Regions from separate parts of the Mus musculus genome. Here all the other regions are linked to region 1. The links are chromatin contacts, called in public Hi-C maps. All regions are on one chromosome and are shown on one strand. Each heading gives the region's core, a stretch centred on a gene start, on an enhancer-like site or on the middle of the called end of the contact. The rest is flanking DNA. Distances are from core to core; before and after follow the strand shown.

The links. A called contact is a pair of places that touch in the nucleus more often than the background predicts.
Region 2: a Hi-C map of adipose-derived mesenchymal stem cells shows a contact between it and region 1, with 6 times the contacts expected there. The contact joins two enhancer-like sites. A contact is called at or near these places in 12 of 484 Hi-C or Micro-C datasets (the AML12 cell line, adipose-derived mesenchymal stem cells, embryonic fibroblasts and 6 more), 1 of 115 datasets of contacts at active chromatin or transcription factors (embryonic stem cells) and 1 of 9 other capture datasets (embryonic stem cells).
Region 3: a Hi-C map of myocytes shows a contact between it and region 1, with 1.9 times the contacts expected there. The contact joins two enhancer-like sites. A contact is called at or near these places in 8 of 484 Hi-C or Micro-C datasets (the HL-1 cell line, adipose-derived mesenchymal stem cells, myocytes and 3 more), 4 of 115 datasets of contacts at active chromatin or transcription factors (embryonic stem cells and vascular smooth muscle cells) and 1 of 9 other capture datasets (embryonic stem cells).

What each region holds. Positions count from the first base shown.
Region 1 is chr14:16,431,484-16,435,465 of GRCm38.p6, forward strand. It overlaps Rarb (retinoic acid receptor, beta), which reads right to left. Exons shown (of 8, transcript NM_011243.2): 6 at 3,571-3,775; 7 at 2,682-2,840; 8 at 1-784. The coding sequence ends at 588. Among named protein-coding and RNA genes, the nearest start is that of Top2b, 68 kb to the left of the region's middle. Within about 2 kb of position 1,993, at least 63 of the 459 cell types and tissues checked have an H3K27ac peak or open chromatin away from gene starts, as enhancers often do. A contact at or near this core is called in adipose-derived mesenchymal stem cells and myocytes, where this site is marked.
Region 2 is chr14:17,010,561-17,014,542 of GRCm38.p6, forward strand. It overlaps a transcript of Rarb not described here. Among named protein-coding and RNA genes, the nearest start is that of Gm32121, 400 kb to the right of the region's middle. Within about 2 kb of position 1,886, at least 14 of the 459 cell types and tissues checked have an H3K27ac peak or open chromatin away from gene starts, as enhancers often do. A contact at or near this core is called in adipose-derived mesenchymal stem cells, where this site is marked.
Region 3 is chr14:16,956,165-16,960,146 of GRCm38.p6, forward strand. It overlaps a transcript of Rarb not described here. Among named protein-coding and RNA genes, the nearest start is that of Rarb, 380 kb to the left of the region's middle. Within about 2 kb of position 2,302, at least 50 of the 459 cell types and tissues checked have an H3K27ac peak or open chromatin away from gene starts, as enhancers often do. A contact at or near this core is called in adipose-derived mesenchymal stem cells and myocytes, where this site is marked.

The DNA of each region.
Region 1 (3,982 bases), core at 743-3,242:
CATAAGGGAAAGAATGAAGCTTGAGAGCATCAAAAAGCAAGGAGAAGCTTCCACACTACTTAAACCAGAGTGTCTTTAGTGTCATCTTGTACTGTACAGAGGCCCTGGTTCCTTACCGTGAGGCCTGGTTATTCATGAAAGCAGGACGTACAGTGGATGTACAGTGGTTTACTCCACAACCTCGGTGTCTTGGTTATTGAGTATGCAAGACAAAAGAAAGCACCAACATACAGTATAGAAAGAACAGAGCCGTACTTCTATATGTACAAAGTCTTCAGAAACTTAACCAGGGCTAAATCATCTCAACTGGGTCTTTGCCATGCATCTTGACTATTCAGAGAGGAAAGTAGAAGCTTTAAACTAGATTCTGGTGGCATGAAATGGCTGATTTTCAGAATTTGAAAAGTTTGTATTTCTAGGGAAGTTATACAGTAAGGAATATATATTGATACATATGAAAACTTCTTGGTCCTTTTTGAGTTTAACATATTTCAGTTCAAAAACTAAGCAGCAGTAAAAATGTTTTCCTTGCATTTTCAATCTGGAACTGAAGGTCCTGGGGAATGTCTGCAACAGCTGGAAATGTCTCACTGCAGCAGTGGTGACTGACTGACTCCACTGTTCTCCACTGAGCTGGGGGACACGCTGGGACTGTGCTCTGCTATATTCCCACTTGAACTTGGGGTCAAGGGTTCATGTCCTTCAGAATTCTCCAGCATTTCCTGAATGAGAGGTGGCATTGATCCAGGAATTTCCATTTTCAAGGTAATTACACGTTCGGCACCTTTTTCAAGAGATAATAGAACACCTGTCAGATAAGGGCTCAGCTAGATACTAAGAAACCAACATTCACCTTCAGGTGTGTAAAAGTTGTGTAATACATGTATCAAGTCACATGTGTCTTTGTTGAGAAGAACCAACTTATTGGAAGAAAAAACTATAAGGTGTTTACTGTGGGAATGTCAGCCACCAGAATGTCAAGTGTGCTTCGAGATCCCAGTTAGATTGGTTCTCAGGCACAGGCTGATCCACCACTGCCTTTGAAAACAGAATAAGTACTAATAGGGCACACTAGAGGTTCTCAGTCTTTAAGAAAAAGAAGTGGAGATGTGTGATGTGCATATTTGATAGTTGCAGTGCTTCAATCAAATTCGGAATATAAAATTTACAAAGAGAAGTCACTGATGAAAGATCAGGAAAATAAAGGTGAAAGGATGGGCAGTTTCCACAATGGAAAGATTGACTTGAGTCACAGTATGTGATGGTTTTCTGCAACCCAGTCCAGCACCAGGTGGTTTCATGCCACCACACCTCACACACCCCCAACATGCAGCTGGTTAGGTGGAAATATGTCAATAACAAAACTACCTCAGAACCATGTGGCTAGCGTTGCTGGACTTACTGCTAGTATGGGGCTTGGGACATTTCTGTATGTGGCTGCTAGTCCTCAGGTCACTGGCGTGGATATATATAGGGTGATAGGAACACACTTTCTCTCTCTCTCTCTCCCTCTCTCCCTCTCTCTCCCTCCCTCTCCCTCTCTCTCCCTCTCTCTCCCTCTCTCTCCCTCCCTCCCTCCCTCCTCCTCTCCCTCTCCTCTCTCTCTCTCCCCACTTCATTCAATTACATCCATTCAAGTACTAGTGTCTTTTTGCTTCTCTTAATCCTGTGGTGGAAATGAACTTAGAATGTTCCCCTCGGCTCCCTCAAACCAAACTACCAAATGAATAAAAAAAGAAAAACAAAACCAACCCACAAAAAAACTAAAAAACAAGAACTGAGGTTTCTTGTCAAGCAAGTTCATTGTGCATTTAAGCACTTTTGTGTCTTGGCTTGCCAAGATCCTGAGGTGTAGAATCTGCTAATGGGAGGGAACATGATATGTAATAGCGTGGCTGGCTGAGTCATCTCGATAGAAAAGTCCTCTGCACTCAGCTATGAGATGCCTCTAGGCATTTCTGTAATTGCCTGAGTTGCCACATAGACTGAGAATCATGAGGCAAGAGTATTTATATCTCTCAGCCAGGCAAGAATTCCTGTACTCAGAAGAAGTGCCTACACCAGAGCTGCAGCCACAGTGACCTTCATTTGCCTAGGGTTGTTAGGGTGCCATGGAAAAATAGGCTGAGTGTATAGAAGCCTAAGTTATTTGAAAAGCTGGAATGAAATGTACGGAATCAAAAATAAAACCTGGAAAAAGGGAGCGGGGGTGAGGGCTCAGAGCTTGCTCTGAAAGTTGCTTGACTGAGTTGGTGCCCTAGAAAGGTCACAGAGATTGAGGGAGAGAAGTGACTCCATGTAATTGTCCTTTAACCTCCAAGGGCATGCATATGAGCCCCAGCAATAATAACAGTCTTAAAAAACACATCATCTCTGAAGAGTTGCTCTTCTACCCAGCCATCCATTCTAAAACAATTATCTCTTAATATCACTGGGTAGTGGTATCTGCTTTCTGCTTTTACTATCTCCCACCAGAGACACCATCAAAATGTCTTCCTTAGGAAACCTGAGGTGCTCTTAACTACACACACATGAGTGCTCAGACAAGGCTAATTCCTTTTGATTTCTATGAGATAGACATCCCAACTTAAGCAATAATGGGACTCCTGATATTAAAATATGGGCTTTAAAAAGCAAAAGTTGGCCAAGCTCTGTTCTGCTTTCCACCTTTGAAGACATACCTTTCGCGCTGATGCTGCGGAGATCTGTGATTTTCATTAAGATCTTTGGAAACATGTGAGGCTTGCTGGGTCGTCGTTTTCTAATGTAAATCTTTAGTGCTTCCAGCAGTGGTTCTTGGAGCTTGTCTACTTTTGTTGGTTCCTCAAGGTCCTGGCGGTCTGGATAGCAGGAGAAAGTATTCAGTGTTTAGTGATCAGACAGGCTCAGAGACTGCTGGCTATCTTTCCTTGTCTCCTATTCCTCCTGTAAAGTGGCTTTATTTGGTGACTCAGTTGTACACTAAATTGAGTAAATGCAATTGCTTTAAGCAGTGACACTTGAAGATGCCCCCTTAGTAAGCTCATTTGATGTCCACTTGCTCAGGCCCAGAGGCAAGAATTACCTCTCATGGCCAGATGGTGTCAGTATTGAGCTGAACAAAAGAACCCTGGGCAGCCTGTAAAAGCCAGGTAGATAACCTTTCCCCTTCATTACAACCATTACTTTTGAACTAAAGTTGGCTTCTGGTTAGCCAGCAGGGGTCACTACAAAGAAGGGGCCATACTTTATTCCAGCCCACCAGGTAGGCACCTGTATGGTGGGGAAGACCAAGAGGTGATTTGAATTCAAATAACATGTGATTTGTGTAGGTCATCACTAAAATGTCCTTAGGCACACAGCAGTACAATCCTGCTTTTACAAAAGCACCTGTTTCCCACAAGAGAAACAGAACAAACTCATTTTGGCATTTCTTTTGTTTTGGCAGAAGGAGCTCAAACACCAGTACTTAGTTTGCAACAGAAAGAAGTACAACGCCTTTCTCATGCCAAAGAACCCCAGTGGAGATCTCTTCTGTGCCTTTGTAATTGCTCTGTTGGGGTCTGGTGACGGTTTCTAAGGAGTCAGTACCTCCACAGATTAAACAGATGGCACTGAGAAGGCCTGTTTCTGTGTCATCCATTTCCAAAGGCAGGAGCTGGTTGGCAAAGGTGAACACAAGGTCAGTCAGAGGACCGAAGCCAGCATTGTGCATCTGAGTTCGATTTAGTGTAAGGCCATCAGAGAAAGTCATGGTGTCTTGCTCTGGGGTATACCTGGTACAAATTCTGAGAATCTGGAAGAAAAAAAAGTATGCATGTACACTTGCTGCATCATTTATGACGGCCTGCCCTGACAGCACTGACCAGATCTATGGTAGAAGAAAAAGGAGCCTGGGTCATCTGGACAGTATGCCCCACTGTTGAGGTTGATAGGAATAATATGTAGGACTCACATTTTGAGAAATAACTTTTTACTAAAATAAATCATCATTTGATTGAAA
Region 2 (3,982 bases), core at 636-3,135, 580 kb after region 1:
ATAGAGGAGAAAGTGGGGAAAAGCCTTGAAGATATGGGCACAGGGGAAAAATTCCTGAACAGAACAGCAATGGCTTGTGCTGTAAGATCGAGAATTGACAAATGGGACCTAATGAAACTCCAAAGTTTCTGCAAGGCAAAAGACACTGTCAATAAGACAAAAAGACCACCAACAGATTGGGAAAGGATCTTTACCTATCCTAAATCAGATAGGGGACTAATATCCAACATATATAAAGAACTCAAGAAGGTGGACTTCAGAAAATCAAATAACCCCATTAAAAAATGGGGCTCAGAACTGAACAAAGAATTCTCACCTGAGGAATACCGAATGGCAGAGAAGCACCTGAAAAAATGTTTAACATCCTTAATCATCAGGGAAATGCAAATCAAAACAACCCTGAGATTCCACCTCACACCAGTCAGAATGGCTAAGATCAAAAATTCAGGTGACAGCAGATGCTGGCGAGGATGTGGAGAAAGAGGAACACTCCTCCATTGTTGGTGGGAGTGCAGGCTTGTACAACCACTCTGGAAATCAGTCTGGCGGTTCCTCAGAAAATTGGACATAGTACTATCGGAGGATCCAGCAATACCTCTCCTGGGCATATATCCAGAAGATGCCCCAACTGGTAAGAAGGACACATGCTCCACTATGTTCATAGCAGCCTTATTTATAATAGCCAGAAGCTGGAAAGATCCTAGATGCCCCTCAACAGAGGAATGGATACAGAAAATGTGGTACATCTACACAATGGAGTATTACTCAGCTATTAAAAAGAATGAATTTATGAAATTCCTAGCCAAATGGATAGACCTGGAGGGCATCATCCTGAGTGAGGTAACACATTCACAAAGAAACTCACACAATATGTACTCACTGATAAGTGGATATTAGCCCCAAACCTAGGATACCCAAGATATAAGATATAATTTGCTAAACACATGAAACTCAAGAAGAATGAAGACTGAAGTGTGGACACTATGCCCCTCCTTAGATTTGGGAACAAAACACCCATGGAAGGAGTTACAGAGACAAAGTTTGGAGCTGAGATGAAAGGATGGACCATGTAGAGACTGCCATATCCAGGGACCCACCCCATAATCAGCATCCAAACGCTGACACCATTGCATACACTAGCAAGATTTTATTGAAAGGACCTAGATGTAGCTGTCTCTTGTGAGACTATGCCGGGGCCTAGCAAACACAGAAGTGGATGCTCACAGTCAGCTAATGGATGGATCATAGGGCTCCCAATGGAGGAGCTAGAGAAAGTACCCAAGGAGCTAAAGGGATCTGCAACCCTATAGGTGGAACAACATTATGAACTAACCAGTACCCCGGAGCTCTTGACTCTAGCTGCATATATATCAAAAGATGGCCTAGTCGGCCATCACTGGAAATAGAGGCCCATTGGACTTGCAAACTTTATATGCCCCAGTACAGGGGAACACCAGGGCCAAAAAGGGGGAGTGGGTGGGCAGGGGAGTGGGGGTGGGTGGATATGGGGGACTTTTGGTATAGCATTGGAAATGTAAATGAGCTAAATACCTAATAAAAAATGGAAAAAAAAAGAAAAAAATTATGTTCTCAAAAGAGGCAACACTCTTCTTAAAGCCTAAAATTTAATGAAGAAAAAGGGTATTTACACACCTGCATGACACTTGTGTGCACACTTGCAATACACGTAAGCACACACTTAATAAATTCCTCTTATATACTAGATAATAAAAATAAATTAGTCATCACCAATAAAACAAGATTTTTTTTTTTTTTTGATTAGGAGCCTGGAGAGATGACTCAGCAGCTAAGAATGCTTCCTGCTTTCTAAGGGCCATTATTTGGTTTAAACCACATACTAGGCAGTTCATAGTTACCTTTAACTCCAACTCCTGGGGATCTGATGCCCTCATGTGACCTTCTTTTGTATACACACACACACACACACACACAGAGAGAGAGAGAGAGAGACAGAGACAGAGACAGAGACAGAGACAGAGACAGAGACAGAGACAGAGACAGACATACAGACAGAGAGGCAGAGGCACCCACAGGTATAAGTAAATATAAAATTAAAGTTTTAGAAATCAAAGATAATTCAATTTAAAAATTAGCCCCACAGGCTAAAGAAGTCCTTTCAGCATCCAGCCAAAGGGGTCAAGGCAGAAGGAAATTAATGAGACAAGAAGAGTAAGCATGAAGTTTTCTCAGCAAAATGGGGGCCCAGTGTGATATGCCATGTAAGCCTGCTTTGATATCAAAACATCTAAGTAATACACATGTTATTATAGGCCCTGCATTGCACCATGTCAGACTGACAAAACAGTCATATTACTTTATATTCAAATGGGATCTGCTTAAACCTTACCTTCTAGAAATGAACCACTAGTGCCCAAGAGAACCTGGCAGAGTGCTGAGTCACTACACCACAGGAGAGCAGATGTGTTCATCATGAAATCAGCAGTGTCAACTCTGCGTCACTATTGGGAATATCACATCCATTTCCCTCTAAAGTCTGTTTCTTATTCTAGACCTGTGAGCCTGATCTCCACTAAGCAATTCTGACAAGCCAATGCCCTCTCCCTACCCTATTTCCTACCATCCTCTAGTCAGGTCATCAATAATTCATGTTGAACAGTTCATAGTCCAGAGAGCAACCAAAAAGGATGGAATTGCCTCTTATGGAGAACTAACTACTCAGAATATCTCTCTCTCTCTCTCTCTCTCTCTCTCTCTCTCTCTCTCTCTCTCTCTCTCTCCCTCTCTCTCCCTCTCTTTCTCTCTCAGTTTCTCCCCGTTTGTTCCCTGTCCCTATTTCTTACAATTTCTTAAGTCAATACAATGTATTTTGCTCCAGGGATTCCAGTGAAACACACACAAATATGGTGTGAAATAGAAAGCAATCCACATTTCAAAATCACTACAACAGTATCTATAGGAATTTGAAAAAGTGCTAGGATATATAAGAGTTTTAAAAATGCAATCCCAGCACTTGGGAGGCAGAGACAGGCAGATTTCTGAGTTCGAGGCCAGCCTGGTCTACAGAGTGAGTTCCAGGACAGCCAGGGTTACACAGAGAAACCCTGACTTGAAAAAAAACAAAACAAAACAAAACAAAAAAACAAAAAAACAAAAACAAAAAAAAGCTCATACAAACTAGTTTGGTCTTAGAAAAGGGTGGGAAAACAAATTCCAGAACATAGAAATAAAAAAGAAAAGGGGGGGGGATGTCCAAGTAAATGTAAGTCTTTACAACAAAAGGCAAAGGACTGAGCATGTGCTGTAAGACTCAGTAAAGGTTTGGCCTTTAGTCAACTGAATGAAACACAGAAAATAATATGGCCTCTGCATCCCTAGGTCTGAAATCCCAAGACTGGAAGTGTGCATGAGAAGAATGTCAGGTTTTGGATGTTCGGATTAGCCAACAAATATCAGATATTCCCAGCTCTGCTTACAAACACTTTGGAGACTATGTCTTCCTCAATGTGCACTATAAGAGCTGTTTTCAAAACAGTAAGAGGGGCCTGTCAGTTGAGAAGCTCAGGGTCATAAAGGCAGTATGCCAGGAAAAGCACAGGCATTGTTCCTATGTGAAAGCAAAGGCAGCTTGAGCCTACTGACAGACAATCCCATGTTTGTTTAATAAAATGGATATAAGAACTTTTCCATAGCTCAATGGCTGTGGCCCCAAACTGTAGGGTAAAAGCCACAAATTAAAAAGAAATAAGCTTTCTTGGAAGAGACTCACAAACAGCAATTCGGCTAAATTCGCCCAGGAAGGTTGAATAGTCAGAGAGTTTGCTAGCAACCCTATTGCTTTTTTAAAGCTAACACAAAGACTTGTCTTATTCTGAAAAAGCAAGAAATGAAGAAAAGAAATCAACTAGGTTTAAAGAAACCCAAAGCCTTGGAAATAATGAAAATCAAATGGAGCTTAGACACCTGGATTTCTGTTGTATGGGATGGGCTGTGAGTTCAGAAG
Region 3 (3,982 bases), core at 1,052-3,551, 520 kb after region 1:
GACCCATATGCAGCCTGAGTTCTTATACAACTCAGAATTACCTTCCTAGCACTAGCCTGGCACCTCCCACAATCAGCCGAGCCCTCCTACCTCAATCATTAATTCAAAAGCCTTCCCCCAAACCTTGCCTACTGGCCAATCGGCTGGAATCTGATGAGCTAGGAGAATTTATCAATTTATCTGGGAGATACCCCAGCTCTAACACCTGGGCTTTTGGACTAAGTATCTACTAGCCATAGACCTGATATCTCTGCCTTTTCTTGGACCTCGTGGGACCATTAGACAAACTTTTCAGATCTCTGTACATTGTCTTTGAGGGGCCATGGATTATAATCCATTTCTCCAAGAGCTAAGATGTTTGGAGGGTTATGGTCTTGGGATTGCCCTTCAAATTATAACCCTCAAGTTCACATGGCTTATATTTAGCTCAAAGGTGTGTACAGGAGAGAAGGGGCTAATATTGGGAAAGGCATGGCCAGAGGATGCAAGACTGGCCTTACACAGCCATTTTCCTCCTCAAGTTCCATATCCTACTGCCTCCGTGAAGATGTTCTTAGCCATGTTTATTTTAATCAAAGTTTATTTATATAAAAGTTGTATACTTACTATTTTGCACACTACTTAAACAAGAGAGACTCGGTTAAATCTGTAAATAGAATGCAAATATTAATTGTAAGTTACACATGTGGTGGCCACACCCCCTGCGTATGTGAATCTCTCAAGTTCAGACTCTGATTTCTACAACAAAATCTCACAATTATTTTGGATCCCTATAGCATACAGAGGTTATCTTTCTTCATTCCTTCTATTATTTAACAACACAAAGTGTTAGTGCCTAGGTCCGGTGGACAGAACATTAGGCATAGACCTACAAAGGATGGGGTTGGGCCAATTATGTCTTGCTTGACAGTTACAAAAGCTGACCTAAGGACAACAACTTCCCACATTTTTCTGAATCAAGGAGTAAGAAATTCATTTAAGAATCACACATACATCTAATGTCACAACTATCCATCATCTTTAAAGGTAATATTGTGGATGTGTGGCTTTATCCAAAAATTGTTCAAAAAACAAAGAAGAGTTTCTAAAGAGTTGAAAGGGTTTTGTTGTTTAAAAGTATTCTCTAGACTTAGTTCTTGTTTGTTTTGTGTTATTTTGGTCTTTTGTTGAATCCTTTCTCATTTACTTTAGAGCAACTCATTAGACTATAACTTCTGAGTTTAAAAAGAAACACATCAAAGGCCTGCAAAGCATCAGTTCCCTAGTAAGGAGGGCTGTGCCCTGTGTCCTCCCTCACATGTGGCTTCTGTTAGAGCCACTGAGGAGTTCTAAACAGTGTCAATCACACATCTCCTCAATAAGCCACAAAATAAGGTGTTATTAATTCTCTTCAACATTCACAAAACTGTTTATTACCTCGGTCTAACCTTCTGCCCAATGCTTGAGGTTCCCCTTTGCCTTTCTGACCCATGGGCAAACCTCTGCTGCTCTCAGGGAAACGCAGTTCTTTTGGATGGAAAACCCATTAGAAATATTCATGGTATTATTATAAGTAGTTTTTTTTAAAATAATGAAAAAGAACAATCCTGACGCCCACTTTCCTTTCTCTCTCCCTAAACTCAACAGCAAGAATAAACTTTTAAAGAAAGACATTCTTTCTGAATCTATTAATACATCACTCAAAAATTTCCTCTTTCCTTTGTTTAAAAAAATTGACTCACTTCCAACCCCCTTTGAAAGAGAGTGTTTAAAAATTGTTATTTAAAGCATATACAAACTCCATTTCGCATCCCTCCTGACCATTCTCAGGTTACAAGACACTGAAGTGCATTTGGCTGGCAGCCCGGTGTATTTATGACTACTAATAAATGAGTCACTGGTATAAGAATGCAAATTTTATGTGGCTCGTGTATAAATGGGCCAGTTAAGAATGACCAGATACACATTTTATGTGTCTGCTAAATAATTATGACATAGAAGTACAGCTTGTGAATTTAACATTAAAAAAAAAGAAATGGATTCCAATAATCTTAGAATGAGTGTTTATCAAAACGTGGTTTTGGTGAATTAAAGTTATTTTAACAATAAAAACACAAAGTGATCAGTTTTAAAAGCAGTATTGAAACTTATATTCCCCTAAGAGTCCCTCCCCTAAGGGCTTCAAGCCTCCTCATCACTGAACCTGGCCCACAAATTCACTCCCAGAGTTTCAACATTTTCCCTGGTTCTTCACAAGGGACAGGAAGCACTTCTTGTTCAGAGCTTTGACAGGAGACGTGGGAAAATTACAAGAGTGGGAGGGTAATGGCAGTTGGCAGGGTCTGAGGTGACAGGATAGGGATGTATGTTGGCCCAGAGTGTGGGAGGCTAGAGCCATGCAGATCAACAAACTGTGGAATCATACCTGACTGCTCTATACTCAAAATTCACTTGGTGCTTATATCTTACATGTTTACATACACACACACACACACACACACACACACACAGGCAGACAGACATACACATATACACAGAAAGAGAGACATACAGAGACAGAAGACAGTCACACACACAAATGCACAGAGTGAGAGACAGACACACACACAGAGACAGTCACAGGCAGACACACAGACAGATAGACAGTCATCTATACACACACACAAACACACAGAGAGAGACACAGATGGCACACACAAATGCAGAGAGAGAGTGAGAGATAGCACGCTCGAGGGAGGCAGACAGACATATAGACAGACAGACATACAGACATAGAGAAAATTATGTGAGGAAATAGATGTACCTGTAACTCAATTTGCCAGAAATAAGATGATTTGGAAAAAGTAATTCTGAAGACAGAAATGCTTACAGTAAGCGTGAATAATAAATGTCAGAAAGCATACATTGCCAAACCATGGTGAACACCTTAATTTATATCATTTCATTTGTTAATTATACCTCAATAAGTTGGAAAACATAAAGGCATAGTCACACACTATGGAGGATGAAATGTACTTTCACAAATAATCCTTTTTGTTGTAACTTCACAAACAAAGTGACATGCCAGCATTTGTCAATGTGTGCCCCTTCCTTAGAAAGCCAGTGGGCGAGTAAGAACGGCATGCTCATATGAGGCTTTCAATCCAACCCATCTCCTTATAGCAGTCTTAAAGGACTCAGAAAATCTAGCCTGTGCTACAGTAACCCTGAAGACATAAATGCTTGCAGTAAATGTGTCTGCTTTGTAGATTAAACACAATGGAAGAGCTGGAGTTACAGAGTCCCACAGTGAAGTTCATGCTCATTTGTGCTCTTAATTGCAACGAAGTGAAGTGTTCAGGGCAGTAAATTTTATTAAGAAATCAAAGTGCAACCTTAAAAGGAATAGAAGAAATCATTGCAGCTAATGGGGACATGGGTAACCAATCAATCACACAGTGGATTAGATTCTCACAACTGTGTTGTTTTATTTGGTGTCCATCAAGTTGCATAAAGGAGAACACTCAAGAGTGCAATTTCTCTATCAGGGCCTGGATTTGATATAATTTCTCTAGTCTTGACAGTGAGTGATAGCCGCATACAATAAAGAAAGTCCTGGGTCAGCTGGCTAAAGAGCCAGCTCAGAGCAAAGGGCTACAAAGCCAGCAGAAAACTTTGACTGCGTGCTGCCCCTGAAGAGTTAGCCCGAGCTTTAGACAGCTGTGAGCACACATCACCAACGCCTCCACTGACACCAAAAAGACTATGGATTTGATGGGAATTCTAAGGTTCATGACTAAGGTACAATTTTCTGGAAAACTGGGAAGAACAGTATGTCACACATGTCTCCTTCTCTCACTGCTGGAGAAGGGAAACTCAGCCACTGATTGTATGTGCAGGGGAAGATGGCTAGTAAATGCTACCCTCTAATTGCTTGGTCATCTCGGATGTCTCCCCTCTTCTGTGTTCTGCACTCCCCTGTTTCTTGACTGTGGTGTCAACACCTCCACTCCTCCCTGAGTTC